Regions from separate parts of the Macaca mulatta genome. Here region 2 is linked to region 1. Evidence: chromatin contacts called from public Hi-C data. All regions are on one chromosome and are shown on one strand. The core of a region is the stretch at or near the end of the contact, and the rest is flanking DNA. Distances in the headings are between cores, read along the strand shown.

Region 1 (5,542 bases), core at 381-2,880:
GCTGCAGCGGACACGAGCCCCAAGCGGGCGGCGGGGACGCAGCGCCTGCAGTGCGACTGGCGCAGCCGCCGAGGCACGGAGAGCGCCGCCCGGACCCCGACCCCATGGCGCTAGGAGGGCCGCGGGCGCGGGCTGTGGAGCCGCACCTCCAGCCCCGCCAAGGCTGCTGGCCACCGGCGCGCTCGTCCCAAGGGCCGGGCGGAGGACCTGTCCCGGATTCCAGAGGACGCGGGTGGGGAAGGGACAAGGATGGGGACAAGGGAGGGGACGCCAACTGGGCCGAGGTGTGGGTCAGTCCTGGTTCGGGAAGGGAGGCCGCCATCAGGATCCTCTCTGGACTCGGAAGGACGGGTCTGCCCTGGACCCAGGGATTGGGAAATGTGGCTTCTCTCAGAACCCGGGGAAGTGGGGAGAGGGTCTGTTCTGGAGTGCGGAGGGAGGTCCATTCCCGGCCCAGGACAATGGGGGTGGGGAATGAGGGAGCAGGAGGGGAATGAGGGAGCATCCCTGGTTCAGGGAGGGGAGACGGATAAGTAGTAGGGGGTCTGCTCCAGGCCCGCGGGCTGGGGACCACGAAGTGTAGGAGGGCACCGTCCAGGACCGGGATGAGGAGGGAGAGGGGCCCGTTGTGGCCCTGGAAAAAGGGAGAGGGAAAGTGCTCCCCGGCCCGAGAGGAGGAGCAGGAGGGTCAGTCCTAGACCTGGGCTTAGGAAGCGAGGAGGGACGTTCGGACCCGCCCCAGGGACAGGGCGATGAAGGTCTGTCCAAGTCGCGGAGTGGAGGGAAGTATGTCGGCGGTGGGGGAAGAGGCCGGCCACGGACAGGAAAAGGGGGTCCGTCTCGTAGGGGGGACGGGCGGTCCTGGGGAAGGGAGAGGCCTCGGCGCGGGGGGCATCCGGCCCGAGCGGGGCCGCTCACCTTGGGTTTGTAGAGCCACTTTCGGAACCTGTTCATCATCGCCGCGCCGGCCCTGGCCGGACTCCGGGCGGCCCTCGCCCTCCGCAGCGCTGCGCCCGGGCCCGGCTGCGGCGCGGGGCGGACGCGGAGGCACGGCTGGAGCCCCCGCGCGGTCGCGGGGAAGCTGGCGAGCTGAGCCCGGAGCGCCGAGCGGGCGGCGGGCAGGTGCGCTGGGCAGGCGCGCGGGGCAGGTGCGCGGCCCTGAGGATGCTCTGCAAGCGGCGCGCCGGGCGGACCCTCAGACCCGGGAGCTGGCGCTCTGGCGCTCGGGCGCACGGACAGACGCGGGCACGGGGGCGCGCGGCTCCTCGCTGCTCACTGACACCCCGCACTCCGCTGGTCACGGCCGCCCCGCGCCGCACATGCGCCTATGGCGCCGCGAGCCCCGGGCCCACCACGAGCGGCGGGCGGGGCGGGCGGGACGGGCGGGGCGGAGGCGGCCAATCCCCGCGCGCGGGCGCCGCACCCCGCCGAGGCGCGCTCTCTGCTGGCTGGGAGACTCGCCGCGCCCGGGGATCCAAGAAACTACAAGTCCCGAAGGACATGGCGGGAAGGCGGTGCCCAGGACTTGGCGCCCGGGCCGCGCCGCGGCGCTGTGCATTGTGGGGGTTGTGGTCCACCCGACGTCGCTGGAGCGTGCAGCCGGTTGCCAGGCGACGACGCCAAACAGCCGCCGCGTCCTGCCTACCAGGAGCTGACGGACCGCGACTGCCAACCCCTTCGCCCCACCTGGTCGAGGAAACTGCTGCGGCGGCAGGTGGCGGCGGCAGGTGGCGACAGCAGGAGGGCTCGGCTGCCCGGAGGGCCCGCCAGGTACTGGGGCGGGACAGGTGCGGGGCTACGCGCCGCCGACTTTCATGACCGGCCGGCCGGTCCCTCTCACTCGCTGCTCATCTTGCTTCTCCCAAACACCTTTTCCGTCTTCTTCCCAGCTCCTCGATGAAAGTGAACGGTGCCTCTTTTTTTTCTTTCTTTTTTTTTTTTTTTAAATCACCACTACCAGCGGTGCGTTCTAAAAAGATACTCTCCCGCCCTCGCTATTCCCCCCAATGGTGCCCTAATTTGTACCTTAAAACGCTCACCTCAGACTACCTGCTGTGTGTCAAGCAGAGAGCTAAAAACCCACACGTGGCCTCACTTAAACTTCCCATTGACGGCCGGAGAAGCAGGCACAACGAGGCCGGCGTGCCCTGGCTGTGGGGGTTGCATCCAGATCACGGCGGGTCTGGGTCGGCCTGACCCCACAGCGCTGCACTTTTCCCTGCCGCACCAGCACCACGTTTCTGGCTTGTGGTGAAACGTGCAGATGTGAGACACAGGAGATGGAAATCATGCCCTGCTCGGTTCAGAATTTAGAAGTATGACCTGTTCCTGGTTGTCCTTACTAGCCAGGGCCAGGTACTCAGAAAGGTCCGTGGACTCCATGACCACTTTATTCCATCATACTCATTGTGAGCCTAGGTGCGCTGGCATCTGAGATTTCTCTTAGTTGGGGGTGGGGTCCATGTTCATTTTTGAGTAACTAATTGACTTTCCCTAACCTCCTCTTCCTACCACAGTCGACCCTCTGAAGGGTAAAACCCTTCTGGAGTTGTCCCTTATCTCCAATTCCTTCCCACCTGTTCTTTCTGGAACCTACTCCAGTCAGATTTTCACCTAACCACTCCTCTGAAGCTCTTTATCAAAGTCATCCTTGACCTTGATGTTGCAAAATCCGATGATCAGGGGTCAGCGCTCATCTCTTCCTTGAACTGTCACCACCAGGTGACCCAGCCGACTGTGCCTTCTCCATAACACACCATCCTGGCTTGGCTGGAACAGATCACTCTGTCCACTTTTCCTCCTTGCTCCTGGCCACACCTGCTTGATCTCCTTGGCTGGTTGCCTACCTTGCTCACCGACCTCTCAACACTGGAGACCCTGGACTCAGTCCTTGGAAGCTACTCTATCCACTTCCTCCCTGGGGATTTCCTGCAGTCAGGTGGTTTTATAAACAACGATTTTCTCCCAAACTTCTCAAAACCTGCATCTCTAGCCTCAACCCTGAAACTCCTGTTTACCTGTTCTTCACCATTTGGACGCCTAACAGATCCTCTTCAATTTAATGTGTCCCAAACTGCACTCTCAATCTTCCCCCATAAAACCTGCTGCTCCCAAAGCCATAATTTCTTCAGCACAGGATCTTGGGGTAGACACTTGATGGGCTTGTCCACTGAGTGAATGGCTATTCTCTTTGGGTCTATCCTTGGCCAACTCCAGGTCCTGGAGCAGTTTTATCTGCTCAGAGCTTCCCTTCCTTTGTTTTATAGTTTGAAATTGTGCATGGGATGAAGGCTGAACTTGGGGAATTGGGGTATCAGTTAGGTTTAGCTGCATGTATTGAAAAATCCCAACATCATAGTGGCCTCAACAAGAATATTACTCATACTTTTATAAAAGAGGTTGCCGGGCACGGTGGCTCACGCCTGTAATCCCAGCACTTTGGGAGGCCGAGGCGGGCAGATCACGAGGTCGGGAGATCGAGACCATCCTGGCTAACACAGTGAAACCCCGTCTCTACTAAATATACAAAAATTAGCCGAGCATGGTGGCGGGCACCTGTAGTCCCAGCTACACGGGAGGCTGAGGCAGGAGAATGGCGTGAACCCGGGAGGCGGAGCTTGCAGTGAGTGGAGATCGCGCCACTGCACTCCAGCCTGGGCGACAGAGCGAGACTCCATCTCAAAAAAAAAAAAAAAAAAAGAGGTCATGGAGAGGCAATCATGGTTGGTATGGCAGCCCCAAAGTCCTCAAGGATCAACTTTTCTTTTTTTTTTTTTTTTTTTTTTTTTTGAGACGGAGTCTCGCTCTGTCGCCCAGGCTGGAGTGCAGTGGCCGGATCTCAGCTCACTGCAAGCTCCGCCTCCCGGGTTCACGCCATTCTCCTGCCTCAGCCTCCCGAGTAGCTGGGACTACAGGCGCCCACCACCTCGCCCGGCTAGTTTTTTGTATTTTTTTAGTAGAGACGGGGTTTCACCGTGTTAGCCAGGATGGTCTCGATCTCCCGACCTCGTGATCCGCCCGTCTCGGCCTCCCAAAGTGCTGGGATTACAGGCTTGAGCCACCGCGCCCGGCCAAGGATCAACTTTTCTAGCTGCCATTCACATTTCTTCATGATCCAGGATGGCTGCCCACATTCCTGCCATCACCTCCTCAGCCCAGGTACCAGCTGCAAAAGAGAAGATGGATATGCCCCTCTCGTTCAGGGAGACTTTCCAGAAGTCTCACACCTTTCCACTTCTTGAAGGTGATGGGAGAACGTAGCCACAAGACCATGCCCCAGCTACCAGGGAGGCTAGGAAATGCCATCTTTCAGTTGGGCAGCAGTAGACCCAGCTAAAAGTCAGAGTTTTCTTATTTGGGAGGAAAGGGGGAGTGGAGATTGAAAAGCAACTAGCAAAACCTGCCACGTGGGATTGTGCTTTAAGCAGAAGCCATGGGGGCTGACTTGGCAGCAACCCTTAGGAGACTGGCTTCAATCAGGAGAAAAGATTATATTTTAATTAACATACATTTGAGATCTTAGGTAAATGAGTTATCTCCTAGTGGTTGAGAGTGTCGAGCTGTTTTGTGTCTGATGGAATTTAAACCTCCTCATATAATCTCATTTGTGTCTATAAAATATTTCCTAAGAAGGCCGGGCGCGGTGGCTCAAGCCTGTAATCCCAGCACTTTGGGAGGCCGAGATGGGCGGATCACGAGGTCAGGAGATCAAGACCATCCTGGCTAACACCGTGAAACCCCGTCTCTACTAAAAAATACAAAAAAATTGGCCGGGCGAGGTGGCGGGCGCCTGTAGTCGCAGCTACTCGGGAGGCTGAGGCAGGAGAATGGCGTGAACCCGGGAGGCAGAGCTTGCAGTGAGCTGAGATCCGACCACTGCACTCTAGCCTGGGCGACAGAGCAAGACTCTGTCTCAAAAAAAAAAAAAAAAAAAAAAAAATTTCCTAAGAAAAGAGAAGCTTCAGCCCACCCTTTTTTTAAGATAGTCTTGCCCTGTCACCCAGGCTGGAGTGCAGTGGCATGATCTTGACTCACTGCAACCTCTGCCTCCCAGGTTCAAGCACTTCTCTGCCTCAGCCTCCTGAGTAGTTAGGATTACAGGCACCCGCCACCGTGCCCAGCTAATTTTTGTATTTTTAGCAGAGGCGGGGTTTCACCATGTTGGCTGGTCTGGAACTCCTGATCTCAAGTGATCTGCCCACCTTGGCTTCCCAAAGTGCTGGGATTATAGGCGTGAACCACCGTGCCTGGCCTAGTCCAGCCCACCTTTAAAGTTGCCTTAAATATAAGATAGTCAAGTCCTGATCAATGGAGTTAAAAATCAATATGAGAAAAAAGTCATTAAGCTTGGAAATTAAATCCCACTTCCCACATAGATGGTACTTCACTATTAAAGCTGAACTTTGGAAGACTCAGGTGGGAGGATCGCTTGAGGCCAGGAGTTCAAGACCAGCCTGGGCAACATAGTAAGACCCCTGTCTCTACAAAAAAAAAAAAATTAAGTACAAAATTAGTTGGGCGTGGTAGTGCACGCCTGTAGTCC
Region 2 (5,411 bases), core at 19-2,518, 50 kb after region 1:
CGAGGTGGCAGCGCCTGTAGTCCCAGCTACTCGGGAGGCTGAGGCTGGAGAATGGCGTGAACCCGGGAGGCGGAGCTTGCAGTGAGCTGAGATCCGGCCACTGCACTCCAGCCTGGGCTACAGAGCGAGACTCCGTCTCAAAAAAAAAAAAAAAAACCTGGGGAGGCCAAGGCTGCAGTGAGGCATGATCGTGCCACCACACTCCAGCCTGGGTGACAGAGTGACACCTCGTCTCAAAACACACACACACACAAATACTTAGATATTTTACATGAGAATTAGATTTATCTATCAGATACTCTACCATGCCAGATTTCCTTACAATTACAGAAAATAGCAAACACATATTGTTTGTAAACACAACGCAAAAACGTTAATGCTCTGGTTTCTATCTGCCTTGTCATTCCATTATTTGACTCCATTTTCGAGGTTAGAAACTTACTGTACGGTGGCCGGGCGAAGTGGCTCACACCTGTAATCCCAGTACTTTGGGAGGCCAAGGAGGGTGGATCTCCTGAGGTCAGGAGTTCGAGACTGGCCTGGCCAACATGATGGAACCCCGTCTCTACTAAAAATACAAAGAAAATTAACCGGGTGTGGTGGCAGGCGCCTCTAATCCCAGCTACTCGGGAGGCTGAGGCAGGAGAATCACGAGAATCCAGGTTGGAGGTTGGAGATTGCAGTGAGCCGAGATCGCGCCACTGCACTCCAGCCAGCGCGACAAGAGCGAAACTCCATCTCAAAACAAACAGAAACTCAGTGTAAGAAAACAATGCAACCCAAGGCATTTGGGGTGACCTTCACATTGCCTGGGGGTGCCGAGGGACCAGAGATGCTGGCCATGGACTAAGGTCTGGGTATTCTCAGGCAGCAGGGACAAGGTGGGCTTTTTTCCTGGTTGCTAAACCCACGTCAAAGTCCAGCTCAGGGACTGGAGCTCAAGAAACCCACCACCCATTCTCCAGTCCGACCGGGGACCTGCATGCGCCTGTGCCGTGCTGCCCTGAGTCCTCCAATCCTCCACACTCTTCATCTGTTAGGTACACGTCTGCACCCCAGCCTGCAAAAGTTCCAGGTTCCTCTCAGGGGCAGGGACCCGCACGCCGGCCCAGGGCTTGGCACGCGGGGGCGCTGAAACAGGGCCAGGCCTGGTTTCCAGCCGATCGTCATAGTCCCCAGGCCCAGCAACCTTCCTCACAAAGGCATCGTTAAGAGGCGGGGAAACAAGAGCCAGGAGAGGGGCGCGGAACGGCGGGCGGGACGAACTACCAGCTCCGCGTCCCGGCCAGCTGCGTCGAGCCAGGGGCACAGCAGCTGGTGTGCGGTTCGAAAACTAGGAATGGGAAGGTTCGGGGCCCGCTCGGCTCCGGAGGCAGTCGGCGGGCAGTCCCTGGCGGCGTTGGGACAGTCAGTCGCAGCCGGGTACAGGAGCCCGGTTGGCCCTCAGACCGCGACTCCCGGAAGGCCTTGCGAGCGGGGCCGCGCCCGCGCCGTCTCTTGCCGGAAGGTGCGAATTAGGGCGCTCGATTGTGGGCGGGGGCGGAAAGAGGCGCGCTTTAAAGTGGTAACAGATGGTTTTCTTATCCAATAGGATTTAAAAATTTGTCCTTACCCGGCCAACCGCGGAAGTAGGGTAGGCGGGCGGCCAATGGGCACACGACGGGGGGCGGAGCCGAGGCCTCCGAAGCGGAAGTGGGTTGCTGTTGAGGCGGCGGCATCTTTCTCGAGGGGCTCTCCTGGGCGGCTGGAGAAGCAGCTTCTTCTCTCGAGTGCGACGGCGGCGGCTCCTGCGGACCTAACTAGCTCCAGGTTAGGCTGGGCTTTGCGGGGAAGCAGCGGCAAATCAGGGCCTGTGCAGATGCGAGGTTTAGGCGGCTTCGCGGCCTACAGAGGCCTCGGCCCGCGCGGCTCCACCCGGCCGAGACTCCGCAGCCCGGGACCTCGAGCCAGCTCTGGCCGCTCGCACCGCCTTCCGCGCGGGCGCACCTAACCCGGCTTGGCGCGGGCGACAGAAGTTAAGAGGCCTGCGTCTGGGTCTCGGCTCACCCTGGCGGGCCGCGGCCATGGGGCTTAGTCCATAGCTTAGGAAGGGAAACTGAGGCTCTGGGAAGGGCAGGAACGCCCCCAAGGTCACTCGGAGAGTCGGGCAGGGTGTGCTCTTAGTGGGGAGACCTGGGCAGGGTTTTTGTTCCCCGCTGACGACGTCTCCTTTGTGTGTTCGTGCCGCCGCCCCGCCATCGTGGGGCCTGCGAGTTTGCCCGGGTGCCCGGGTGCCCGGGCCGCGTGGCGGGGCCTTTTGTAGGTCGGGAGGATCTGAGTACGGGTGCGGGACTGACAGTGTGGGGCGCCGAGGTCGCAGTCTAAAACTTGGTAGGGCCTCGACTTCCGGACGCGCTTCCGGGCCCCGGCTGATGGTTGGTGGAACGTGTGACTGTGAGGCTTGCGGCCCAGCCCTGCACCGCTCGGGCCCTTCACCCTCTGGCGCGCCTGTAGGCTGGCGTATGAAGATTCTCAAGACCCGAAAAAGAGTTGCTAGTAAACACCGCTTTTCCGCCTTTGATCCATCGAGGAAACAGGGAAAAGGATAGAGCTTGGGCAAGCAGTTTTGGTAGGGATTTCAGCTTTTGTCTTTCACTTGTCGGTTCCCATAGACGTTCACAGTCTTAATAACCTTCGTTCTGTTTCTGCACGAAGTTCTTGAGCCAGACGTTGGGTCTCAGCTCTGGAATCTGACTTACAGTGTCCAAGTGGTTGGGGAGACTGAGGTCCAGAAAAGTGAGGTAGTCTGCCCAAGGTCACAAAGCCGGCTCTTTGGCAGCAGATGAGATTAAGTCTTAACTGCAGGATTAGGCTTTTGAATTCGGTGACCAGGAGTTTTGGGACCGCTGACAGTAAAAGAGACATTGAAGGGAATGTTTTGTTGTTTTCTTGGTGTTTTACTTGTTAATGGACAAGGATACATTGGGTTCAGTTTTACTGTGAGTTTGAGATGAAATAGGGACATTTGAGTAGCAAGCTGTGTTGCTGGCTTTTGTATTGCCTGAATTTGAGCTTCCAAAAATCTTACTTTAATACATCGTTTATTGATCTTAAATTACTACCTTTGTAAGGAGCTTTTGTAAACATTGTTTTTCTAATCTTCATGAAATCTTAATGCCATACGTAAACTATTTTTATAGAATGTATACACATCTGTGCTTTGTACATAAAATGAGTAAGATATTTCACTCTCCTCAAGATCGAAGTAGCATATTTTTGAGGTGTCCTGTATGCCAAACTTACAGCAGTCAACAGTCGTGGTGCTGGCCCTCCTGTAGCTGGGTGAGGATGGAGGGAATAAGAGATACCTCATTTTATTGTGCTTTGCACATATTGCCTTTTTTGCAAGGTGAAGGTTTATAGCAAGTATTCGTCGAGCAAGTCTGTAAGTGCCAGCCATTTTTCCAACAGCATGCGCTCACTTCGTGTCTCTTGTGTCAAGTTTTGGTAATTCACAATATTTCAAACTTTTTTTTTTTTTGAGATGGAATCTCAGTCACCCAGGATGGAGTGCAATGGCATGTTCTCGGCCTCACTGTAACCTCTGCTGCCTGGGCTCAAGTGATTCTCCTGCCCCAGCCTCCGGAGTAGCTGGGATTACAGGCACATACTACCACACCCAGCTAATTTTTGTATTTTTAGTGGAGACGGGCTTTCACCATGTTGGCCAGGCTGATCTCGAACTCCTGACCTCAAGTGATCTGCCTGCCTTGGCCTTCCAAAGTGTTGGGATTACAGGCATGAACCACCATGCCCAGCCCCAAACTTTTTCATTATTGCATCTGTTACGGTGAGCTGTGGTCAGTGTTTTGGGTTACCATGAATAGCACTAATATAAGATGGTGAACTTAACTGGTAAAAGTTGGGTGTCTAGTAACAGTTCCACTGACTGGCAGTTCCCAGTCTCTCTTCTCAGGCCTCTCTATTCCTTGAGACACAATATTGAAATTAGGCCAGTCAGTGACCCTGCAGTGTCCAGACAAAAGGAGCAGTCAGTTGAATCTCTCTTACTTTAAATCAAGTTAAGAAATGATTAACCTTAGTGAGAAAGGCATATCAAAAGTTGAGATAGGCCAAAAGCTAGGCCTCTTGTGCTGAACGACAGTTGGCCAAGTTGTGAATGCAAAGGAAGAGTTCTTGAAATTAAAATGCTACCCCAGTGAACGCATGAATGATTAGCCAAACAGCCTTATTGCTGATAGGGAGAAAGTTTTAGTGGTCTGGATAGATCAAACCATCCGTGACATTCCCTTAAGCGAAAGCCTAATCCAGATTTAAGGCCCTAACTCTCTTCAGTTCTGTGAAGAGTGAGAAAGGTGAGGAAGCTGCAGAAGAAAAGTTTGAAACTGGCAGAGGTTGGTTCATGAGGTTTAAGGAAGGAAGCCGCCTCTGTAATGTGAAAGTGTGAGGTTGAGGCAGTAAGCATTGATGTAGAAGCTGCAGCAAGTTATGCAGAATATATAGCTAAAATAATTGATGAAGGTGGCCACACTGAACAACAGACTTTCAATGTAAATGAAACAGCCTTATATGGAAAAAAAAATACTATCTAGGACTTTCATAGCCAGAGAAAGATCAATGCGTGGCTTCAAAGGACAGGCTGATTCTCTTGTTAGGGGCTAATGTGACCCGTGACTAAATTGTAACCAGTGCTCATTTACCATTCTGAAAATCCTAGGGCCCTTAAGAATTATGCAGAAATCTACTGTGTGCTGATCGGTGAAACAAGAAAGCCTGTGTAGTAGCATATCTGTTTACAGTATGTTTTACTGAATATTTTAAGCCCACTATTGAGATCTACAGCTCAGAAAAAAAAAGATTTCTTTCAAAATATTACTGCTCACTGAGAATGTGCTTAGTCACCAAAGAGGTCTAATGGAGATGAATGAGATTAATGTTAACATCTGTTCTGCAGCCCATGGATCAAGGAGTAATTTCAACTCTCAAATCTTACTTAAGAAATGCATTTTGGGGCTGAGCACGTTGGCTCATGCCTGTACTCGCAGCGCTTTGGGAGGCCAAAGCAGGTGGATCCCTTGAGCTCAGGAGTTAGAGACCAGCCTGGGCAGCATAGTGAGACCACCCCCTCCACTGCCAATCTCTTAAAAAAAAAAAAAAAAAAAAAAGGGCGGGACCAGGGGAAAGAAATGCGTTTTGTAAGGCTATAGCTACATAGATTGTGATTCCTCTGATGGGTCTCAACAATGTAAATTAAAAACCTCCTGAAAGGATACACTATTCTAGATACCATTAAGAATATTTGTCAGGCTGGGCGTGGTGGCTCAAGCCTGTAATCCCAGCACTTTGGGAGGCCGAGACGGGCGGATCACGAGGTCAGGAGATCGAGACCATCCTGGCTAACATGGTGAAAC

The links. A called contact is a pair of places that touch in the nucleus more often than the background predicts.
Region 2: a contact with region 1 is called in a Hi-C map of liver, with 2.3 times the contacts expected there. The contact joins the promoter of LOC144341078 here to the promoter of CFAP99 in region 1. A contact is called at or near these places in 3 of 14 Hi-C or Micro-C datasets (CD4 T cells, fetal cortex germinal zone and liver).

The regions. Positions count from the first base shown.
Region 1 is chr5:2,549,154-2,554,695 of T2T-MMU8v2.0, forward strand. CFAP99 (cilia and flagella associated protein 99) reads left to right here and starts at 1,631. Exons shown (of 15, transcript XM_078002973.1): 1 at 1,631-1,770. ZFYVE28 (zinc finger FYVE-type containing 28) reads right to left here and starts at 1,323. Exons shown (of 13, transcript XM_078002908.1): 1 at 819-1,323.
Region 2 is chr5:2,599,943-2,605,353 of T2T-MMU8v2.0, forward strand. It overlaps LOC144341078, which reads left to right and starts at 1,269. Exons shown (of 3, transcript XM_078003002.1): 1 at 1,269-1,507; 2 at 1,592-3,609. The coding sequence starts at 1,340. The coding sequence ends at 1,990. RNF4 (ring finger protein 4) reads left to right here and starts at 1,684. Exons shown (of 7, transcript XM_078003001.1): 1 at 1,684-1,838. It overlaps LOC144341081 (a long non-coding RNA gene), which reads right to left and starts at 1,437. Exons shown (of 3, transcript XR_013417682.1): 1 at 158-1,437.